2 separate regions of the Mus musculus genome follow, and region 2 is linked to region 1. A link is a contact called in public promoter capture Hi-C data. All regions are on one chromosome and are shown on one strand. Each heading gives the region's core, a stretch centred on a gene start, on an enhancer-like site or on the middle of the called end of the contact. The rest is flanking DNA. Distances are from core to core; before and after follow the strand shown.

What was found. Promoter capture Hi-C pulls out the DNA fragments that hold promoters and counts their contacts.
Region 2: a contact with region 1 is called in a promoter capture Hi-C map of neutrophils, with 2.3 times the contacts expected there. The contact joins the promoter of Itgax here to the enhancer-like site in region 1. A contact is called at or near these places in 8 of 39 promoter capture datasets (the C10 cell line, embryonic stem cells, epiblast stem cells and 2 more), 3 of 484 Hi-C or Micro-C datasets (the G1E-ER4 cell line, cranial neural crest and nephron progenitors), 3 of 115 datasets of contacts at active chromatin or transcription factors (the NIH/3T3 cell line, effector CD8 T cells and embryonic stem cells) and 3 of 9 other capture datasets (adipose tissue, liver and pancreatic islet).

What each region holds. Positions count from the first base shown.
Region 1 is chr7:128,023,210-128,027,882 of GRCm38.p6, reverse strand. No RefSeq gene overlaps it. Among named protein-coding and RNA genes, the nearest start is that of Trim72, 21 kb to the right of the region's middle. Within about 2 kb of position 2,307, at least 58 of the 459 cell types and tissues checked have an H3K27ac peak or open chromatin away from gene starts, as enhancers often do. A contact at or near this core is called in the NIH/3T3 cell line and neutrophils, where this site is marked.
Region 2 is chr7:128,127,023-128,131,559 of GRCm38.p6, reverse strand. Itgax (integrin alpha X) reads right to left here and starts at 2,010. Exons shown (of 30, transcript NM_021334.3): 1 at 1,904-2,010; 2 at 1,176-1,281; 3 at 640-743; 4 at 281-351; 5 at 16-130. The coding sequence starts at 1,940. It also overlaps the pseudogene Gm45700.

The DNA.
Region 1 (4,673 bases), core at 1,058-3,557:
CTTGCCTCAGCACGTGAGTACCAAAACTCCACATGTGTCTATATCTGCCGACATCACTCTGCCAATCAGCTGAGTCAGAGAAGCAGCAAGAAGCTGCCCCCACATCACCAGAATTTTTTGATGCATTTCTCTCTATGGAGTCCAGACAAATGCAGTTCAAGTACAAAATGTAAGCCAAATCAATACATGCATGCTGCTAGCAAAGAATCCTTCATCATGAGTCCTTTCTTTCATGTGCTTGCTTTAGCAAAACAGCCTTTCACCTGTATCTTAGTCAGGGTTTATATTCCTGGACAAAACATCATGACCAAGGAGCAAGTTGGGGAGGAAAGGGTTTATTCAGCTTACACCTCCAAACCACTGTTCATTACTAAAGGAAATCAGGACTGAAACTCAAGCAGATCAGGAAACAGGAGCTGATGCAGAGGCCATGGAGGGATGTTTCTTACTGGCTTGCTTCCCCTGGCTTGCTCAGCTTATGTTCTTATAGAACCCGAGACTACTAGCCCAGGGATGGCATCACCCACAAGAGGCCCTCCCTACTTGATCACTGTCTTAGTCAGCATTTCTATTCCTGCACAAACATCATGACCAAGAAGCAGTTGGGGAGGAAAGGGTTTATTCGGCTTACACTTCCATACTGCTGTTCATCACCAAAGAAGTCAGGACTGGAACTCAAGCAGGTCAGGAAGCAGGAGCTGATGCAGAGGCCATGGAGGGATGTTCCTTACTGGCTTGCTTCCCATGGCTTCCTCAGCCTGCTCTCTTATAGAACCAAGACTACCAGCCCAGAGATTGTCCCACCCACAAGGGGCCTGAAACCCTTGATCACTAATTGAGACAATACCCCACAGCTGGATCTCATGGAGGCATTTCCCCAACTGAAGCTCCTTTCTCTGTGATAACTCCAGCTGTGTCAAGTTGACACAAAACTAGCCAGTACAATCACTAATTGAGCAAATGCCTTACAGCTGGATCTCCTGGAGGCATTTCCCCAATTGAAGCTCCTTTTTCTGTAGTAACTCCAGCCTATGTCAAGTTGACACACAAAACCAGCCAGTTCAACCTGTCTCTGCTTCAGCTAAACACTCCTTCACATTGTCTGCTTTAGCAAAACACCATCCGACACAACTGACTTTCCAAAGAAACCAGAAGTTGCCACTTCATGTCTCCTTAGGTTTGTAAAATAGTTTACACCATGTACTTTCGGTAGTCTCCAAGCTCACAGGAGAGGCTTCCACGACTGTCGGTGTTGTCAAATCAGAAAACCTACTCCAGATGCTTTAAAGACTCATCCCTGTACTTCTGTTGCTCTACAACTATTTCTGGTACCAAAATCTGTATTAGCCAGGGTTCTCTAGAGGAACAGAACTTAGAGAGAGAGAGGCAGAGACAGACAGACAGAGAAAGGGGAGAGTTATATAATATATACATATGCATATGCATATATACATATACACATATATACATATACACATATACACATATACACATATACACATATACATATATACATATATGGGCCAACTAATCCAACAATGGCTGCCTATAAACAGAAGGTCAAAGAATCCAGTAGTTGTTCAGCCTGTGAGGCTGGATGTCTCAGCTGGCCTTACATATACACTGGAATCCCAAAGAAGGAGGCTCTCTCTAATGCCAGTGAAGGGATGGGCTGACTTGTGATATTAGAGCAAGCAGACAGAGAGCAAGCTTCCTCCTTCCATGTCCTTACGTAGGCTTCCTGCAGAAGGCGTGGCCCAGATTAGAGGTGGGTTTTCCAAACTCAAAAGATCTGGAATAAAGGAGTGTCTTCCTACCTTATACATCCAGATTAAAAATGAAACTTCCCACTTCAAATTAAGAAAAAGTCTCTCACAGGCATGCCCCTCTATTTTTGGGTTTTAGTTAATTCCAGATGTAATCAAGTTGACAACCAAGAATAGCCATCACAGTTTGAGGCTAGCCTGAGCTACATGAAATCCTGAGTCCAGAAAAAAGGAACAAAGAAAGGATTCATTTTTAAGATGGCTCCTACTATTTGTTTTACAACATTTTGTGGTGGTTTACAGGGGAAACTGAAGTGTTTATACAATGAGAGCTATTCCTATCTTCTTATCTATTCCCGGGTGGTAGGTAATGTGCCTGGTATGTACAAGGCCCTGGGTTCATCCCCAGCACCATCACACACACACACACACACACACACACACACACACACAAAAGAGCCTATCCGCCATTGGGGTCTTAAGCAATTGAACACGTGGAGCATGTGGGTGTCTCCTGACTCATAAGTTTCCTCTTAAGAAACTCACCTCCACCCCAGCCTTGCAAAATCCTGCATTCAAGTCCAGGCATGATAGTGCATGCCTTTAGTTTCTTGAGAGGAAGAGGTAGTTTAGTTGAATATCTATGAGCCCAAGGTCAGCCTGGTCTCCACAGTGAGACACTGTCTTTAAAAAAATGATAATAGTAAAATAATAATTAATAAAACGAGGCATGCTAACACATGCCTATTGTCCTACCACTTAGCAGGTAGAGGCCAAAAGAATCCAGAGTTCTCAGCCACCTTCAACTACATAGCAAGTTTGAGGCCAGACTAGGCTATATAAAGTTTGAGGCCAGCCCTGTCTCAAAAGAAAAAGGAGGGGGTGGAGTGGGCTAGAGAGATGACTCAATGATTAAGAGTGCTGGCTACTCTTGCAGAGGGCCGGATTCTTTTCCCACACCGATATGGTGGGTGACTCACAAGCATCCATAACTCCAGACCCAGGGGAGCACAGTGCCTTCTTCTGCCCTCTGTCACATGGTACCATACGTACATGCAGGCAAATCCTGGTCCACACAAAAGAAAACAAGCCAATCTCTACAGTGGGGAGGGGAGAAGGAACTTTCAGAAACAATGAATCTTCCAAGTGAGTTGAGTGACATTGATAGAGGTAGCCCGCACTCAGGACTCAGGAGTCCCGCCCAAGGAGCAGGAATCCATAATGCAAAGAACAGTGTGGGCCATGCTGCTCCCAGAAACCATATGTTTTTACATGAAAATCCCAATACCAACTGTTGGATATCTCCATCGCAGTAGGCCAGGGCACTCCCAGAGGATGCTGTTGCTAAAGATGCCACACACTTTGTATCCAGGACACAGAGGATTCAGCCTAGACCTGAGCTGGAGCTTCTTCTGAGGTGGCTTTAACAGTCCCACAGGCAGACTGCTGGGAGAGAAAAGCCATCAGTGGTCACCACTGTGATTAGATCTGAAGCCACGCGACTACATGCCTGGTACCGTGAAACTGCTCAGAAGATTACGGATGAGGAAGTCACACCCAAACCGAGGACCTACAACACGCTCTGCTTAATGAACACTTGTTGAACTTCTTGCTAAATGTTTATGTTTGCACCCATATATTATTGATAAGAGAAGCTCCTTTTTTGCAGAGGGAGATCGTTAATGCTGAGACTCATACGAGATCTCAGTGCTGGGGACGAGTGACTCTTGAGTCCACATCCCTAAGTGGACATCATCTATAACACTCTCAAAGGCTTAGAAAGCACTCAAGTGAGGGAGCAAAAAAGATCACAAGAGCTGGAGGCCCGGGAAGACAGCTGTAAATCTCTGACATCTGGACGTGAGGGTGTGATGGCTATTCTTGTCTGTCAACTTGACTACATCTAGAATGAACTATAATCCAGAAATGGAAGGTACACCTGTGAGGGATTGTTTTTGCTTGCGTAAATCCATTTCTAGTCCAAACCATCGAGGTAGAAAGGCACGCACCTATGATCTAAATCTTGAGGTAGGAAGATGCACCTTTAATCCATACCACACCTTCTTCTGGAAGCCTACGTAAGGACCTAGAAGAAGGAAGCTTTTGCCTTTTGCTTATTTTCCACCACCTAGAAAGCAAGTCCATTCCTTCACTAACACAGAAGCCTACTTCTTTGGGATTCCAGCATATACTGAAGACCAAGTGAGACTCAGAATGTGGACGGAGCACTACTGGATTATTGGACTTTCCATTCACAGCCAAGACTAGCTGGACTGCAGCCTGTAAGTCATTCCAACAAGGGGTGTGTGTGTCTGACTCCCCCCAAAATAGCTGTAGCCATTTTGTTCCATGCCTGCCAGATATTTCACATTGTTGCTGTAACATGCCTGCCAGATGTCACTGACACAGAGAAGTGACTCGGATCAAGGACATGCTGACCACATTCCCTGTTCTGTATGAGGTTTGCTAATCTTAAGAAAGTCCACAAAGCTTTACGGAGGACCCATCGAATCAAAGGTCAATATGAACTGTTATGTCTAAAATATCTTGATTCAGAACTGATCACTGGGCAGCCCTTCCTGCTCTATGGTTTTTGTGGCTGACACTGAAAAATGCTACTAATAAGCCAAAAACTTGTAATACTATGAACAACTTTGCGGAGATAGTTCTGTCCCTCCACCTTCTCACAGCATGGGAGTTACTTTTCTGTTGCTGTAGTAAAATATCATGGTCAAAAACCTTACAGGAGAAAACACTTAAGCGGGATAGGAATCATGAAGGCCCAGAAGTCATGGAAACAGCAGGGCAAGCATGGTGACAGGAGCATGTGCGACCACATTTTCATCTGCACAGGTGTCAGGACAGGAAGCGAAGGAGGGCTTTAAAATTTCAAACCTTGCCCCTCCT
Region 2 (4,537 bases), core at 761-3,260, 100 kb before region 1:
TGGTGGCTTGCTTACCCTGCTGTGCAGTTGGGAAGTTCTGGCTCTGCTTGAATGATGAACTCAGTAGAAAGCAGAGCCCTGTCAAGTATATATTCTCTCTGCATGTGTGGTGCACAGTAGGACCACAAGCCTTGGGACAGAGAGGAATGATAAATGGAGCTTGTTCTGTTGGTCTACTCTCCAGCCCCTGCACCTCTAACCTCCATAAAACCCCCAGCCCAGCAGCCCCATGTCCCTATTCCTGCCCTCAAGACCTTCTTGTAAGACCAAGAGCTCTCACCAACAGCCAGGAAGGGTTGGTGGCAGCAGCAAGGGACAGGCCCAGGGATATGTTCACAGCCTCTGGGGGCACTGTGGAGATAGACATGTACATAGTCACCCTTGAGGACAGAAGATATTATATAAGAGATGAGTGGGTCTCATCCCACACCTGGCTAACAGGGAGGACCCTTGGGTAAAGCAGACATCCAGATTATAATGGGGCTGCAGCATCATGGGGGTACAATGGGCAGGCCCAGGAGCTTGTCTGAGGTTGAGTTTATGGTCATAGCTGCAGCTGCCAAGTGGGACTCCTGGGCTCTCCACAGGCCGCATAGCCTAGGAACTCAGCATCAGGCCTGAGGCGGGGCCGTAACTCACCCTGGAGGGAGATGGGCTCACAGTTGCCTGTGTGATAGCCACATTTGTAGAGGCCACCTATTTGGTTAGTGGCTTTTATTTCCTTTGGTGCTCCAACCACCACCCTGTGGGGAGACAGAGAGCACTGCAGTTAGGAGCCACGACAGAGAGCTGACAACCGCTGGAGAATGGAGGTTCAATTTAAATTCCAGGTAGGTAGTATTTTGTTTTGTGCTTTATTCTCTCCTAATCGAAGCCCTCCATTTCTGGCATCTAGGTATTTCATAAACATGTGTTAGACGGACAGACAATTCCTTGTAAGTGTACAATGACGTCTGAAGGAACACCCTGTGGTTTGCAGGTTGGAGAAGAGCCCAGCATTTAGTAGGCACTTGGTAAGTGCTATCTGAAGTTATCCTAAAGGCCTGTTTTCAGGAAAGCATTCATAACACAAATAAAATTGTCACATTCCATAAAGAGAAAGTATGCAGGTGATACCACTGGAGTGTGGGGCTGGGGAGGGATGGGACTCTGTACAGCTACCACCAAGTCCTCACCAGGAACTATCATACTGGAGCACACTGTGTCCGAACTCAGCACCGTCCATGTGAAAATGTGTCAGCTTCTCTGCATCCAAGTTGAAGCCAAGACAAGAAACAAACCCTGAGGAAGCGTGAGAGGCTTTAGAGCAGGTCCCCTCCCTCTTGGCCACCTTCCTGCCCGCCTCAGCTGCATCTCCCAAGCTCCTGACTCCCTTGTCTCCCTTCCACACTCAATACCCACAGAGGCCCTGGTCCTGGACTCCAGACTCATCTCTCGTCTCTCCTTCCCCTAGTTCATGAATTACTTTCCACTGTTAAATTTCAGTTCTGTCTCCACAGAGTGAGCATCAGAGTTTGAAGACACACATTTTCCCCATCTCTATCCATGGGGCTTTGATGAAGGAGAACCCAGGGAACACGGAAACCATAGGGGAATTCTAGGATCACCATGAAGTGTATGTGCTCTGCCTACTTCAGAAATCTGTGGGTTGTCAAGGCCAACCTGCCTCACTCTCAGGATCTCTTGGGTTCTCCCCGCAAATGGCCTCTTTGATATTCTCTCATTCTCCAAACTCCAGATCCAAAGCCCTTATGTCTCAGCCGTCGTCGTCGTCGTCCCCCCACCCCAACGCCAAGTCACTCTCCCTACCAAGGTCCTGATCTCTCAACCACAGCCTCCATCTCACGGGCCTGACTTACTAGGAACAAGTCCCCAGCCCCTCTTCTCTGAGGCCCAGGCTCACCCAACAGCAGAAGAAAGGCTATCCAGGTACAGCTCATGACTGGAGAACAGAAGCAGGCTCTGAGCAACTTGGAGACAGCTGCCAAGTCACCACAGAAGAAGCAAATGAGAAGAAAGGTGGTCAGGAGGCCAGAGACCAGGAGGGAAGTTGTCAGCGTGACTCAGAGGAGGTGGGGGCAAACTGAGATGAAATGGATAGAGTGGGGACCGAGGCAGCCTACACACTTCCAGGGAAGAGTTGCTCTACTTGAAACGACTTGGTGACATATTGTTCTGGTTCCCCAATTCTTGCCCGGATGGATATATGTAAACTCCCGGATTATCTGATCCCTCTCAGACTTTTGTACTGGCAGAAGTTTCCCTTGACCTTGAAGTGTGAGTCAGCCACAGGAGGAGAGAGAACAGATGACGGAGCCCTCCACTTCTGGCCTGGAAGTAGACTAAGAAGTAAGCACATGATCCATGTAGGGAGCACAGGCTGGCATTCATTCATTCATTCATTCATTCACTCATTCATTCATTCAGTGGATTAGTCATTTGCTCAACATAATCAAGAGGGGTGGTCTGAGCCTTTTGCTAGGTATAGGAGAAACATAACCCAGAGATCAGAGTAAAAGCAGATGGGTGAACACTAAAGTGGGCCCTGTGAGAAAAGAGGTACAGAGACCAACCACTAGAAGTATTACTCAGACCGAGAGGACCTCAGACTGCTTTCTGGGGGAAGTAGCACTTGAGCTGAGTCTTAAAGGCAGCCAAGGTCAAGAGAATACTAAAAACTGAATTTCAGAAGCAATGGATATGTTCATTAGGATTATCATCCCTTAAACCTTATTCTGGAAGATAACCCTGGCCCACAGCTGGCCATTAGGCCCTTTCTCCTATCAAGAACCTGCCTCTGTCAGGCACTCCAAAGAGGGGGTGGGGTAAGCATTGGATCGAAAGTTCTGGTTCTCATTCCTCTCCCAGGAAAAGTTTGATTGTTCCAGGCCGCCAGAACATCCTTGGATAGCAGCAGCCAGCAAAGAACTGGGGTGCTAAGTAGCTGGCATTTGTGACAGTACCTTTACAGTACAAATCTTCCTATGTTGACCTGCTTTAGAGGTAACACTGATGGCATCTCGTTTGGTCTAAAATGGCTAAGCATACATTTCTGTAAACATGTTTTAATGTTCAGAGTGCAACTTGGGGCTGGGACTTTAGAGAGATACTCAGGTGATATCATAGGTGAAGTTTTGTAGCTCAAGACCCACATACGCCTCAAATAATTTCCATGCTGGACTGGATTCTCTTTGGGCACTAGCCAAACTGGACACAAACTATTTTTATTAGAGGTTTTCTCCTTATTTTTCCTCATTTTGTGGAGTGACTTCTTGCTGGAGGCCTTGTTTCTCTGGCACACCATAAAGAGTTAACAGGACAGCGTGGGAGATAAGACTGCCAACAGATGAGGCTGGAGTGTTGGAAAACTGGAGAGTGAGCAGGCCACGGGACCTGGGAGTTTTGAAAGACTTTTATTTTTATCCCGCAGGCAGAAGGAAGTGTAGAGAAGTCATGAGGAATAAGATAGTCACATTCACCTTTCAGAGAACCAGGTTTGGTTGATGTCCCTGGGAGCCTGCACTTTTCTGAAGGGAAAGGAGAGAGGGGAAGTGGTAAGGAGGGACTGGGAAGTGGGGAGACTGAGGTCAGGATGTAGTATATGAGAAAAGAATGAAGACAAAAGAAAAAAAAGAACCATAAAGTGAAAAGGAAAGAAAAGCAAGGACCGTGCATGGTTGGTAATATCTGAGTTACGGAGTGTATGCCCGTGTGAGGCACCAGCAGAGAGCAGACTGCCAGGGGGAAAGGCCAGCATCTCCACATAGCATTGGACTGGAAAGGGCCAGTATGCTATCTTTCTGTCTTTGTTTGTCTTTGGGAGCCAAAACCCACTGGCCAATGAGCTGTAGTAATAGGAAAGAGGAGGAGAGAATTGGGGGAAGAAAAGAGAGGCATCAAGAAAGGGGAATCCAGTGCAGAGTCCACTGGACAGCAGGCCAGCTCTGGGATCCCACCCTTCCAAAAGAAAGCTTTGGCCTCAAGAAACAATTCTCATGTTTTCTGAGTCTTTGCTTTTTGTCCCTGGGCATACTGTTCTTTGTCCTTCCCTGGAAGGGAGGCAGACACATGGGCAACCAGCCCAAGGCACAACACTCGCTATGTCTGTACCAGGACTTGAAGAAGACCATCAGTCAAGGTCATTATAACTGGCTGAAAGTCGGGGAGCAGAAAGTAAGGACTGCCACTGCCTGTCCAGCATCCTGACACTTCTGCCCAGCCCACCCCTCTACCACCACTATGACACTTAGCACCGCCAGACCCCTAACCTACCCCCTTTTCTAATTAAGAAAGAAGCAGAGGGAACCGGGTCCAAGAGACAAGAAAATTCTTTTTTTTTTTTTGCCAGTCAGTCTTGCACTTTATTGTCATTGTCGTCTCAGGCCTTGACTGCACACTTGTGCAGTGGGTACAGCCGCTCCTTCCGCTGCTTCTTCTTGGTCTTCAGCTTCTCCTTGTGTTTGGTGAGCGGGTGACGCATGGCTCTAGTCTTCTTGGGTCACAGGCCCAGGGGCTTGTACTTCTTGCCCTTGTAGAA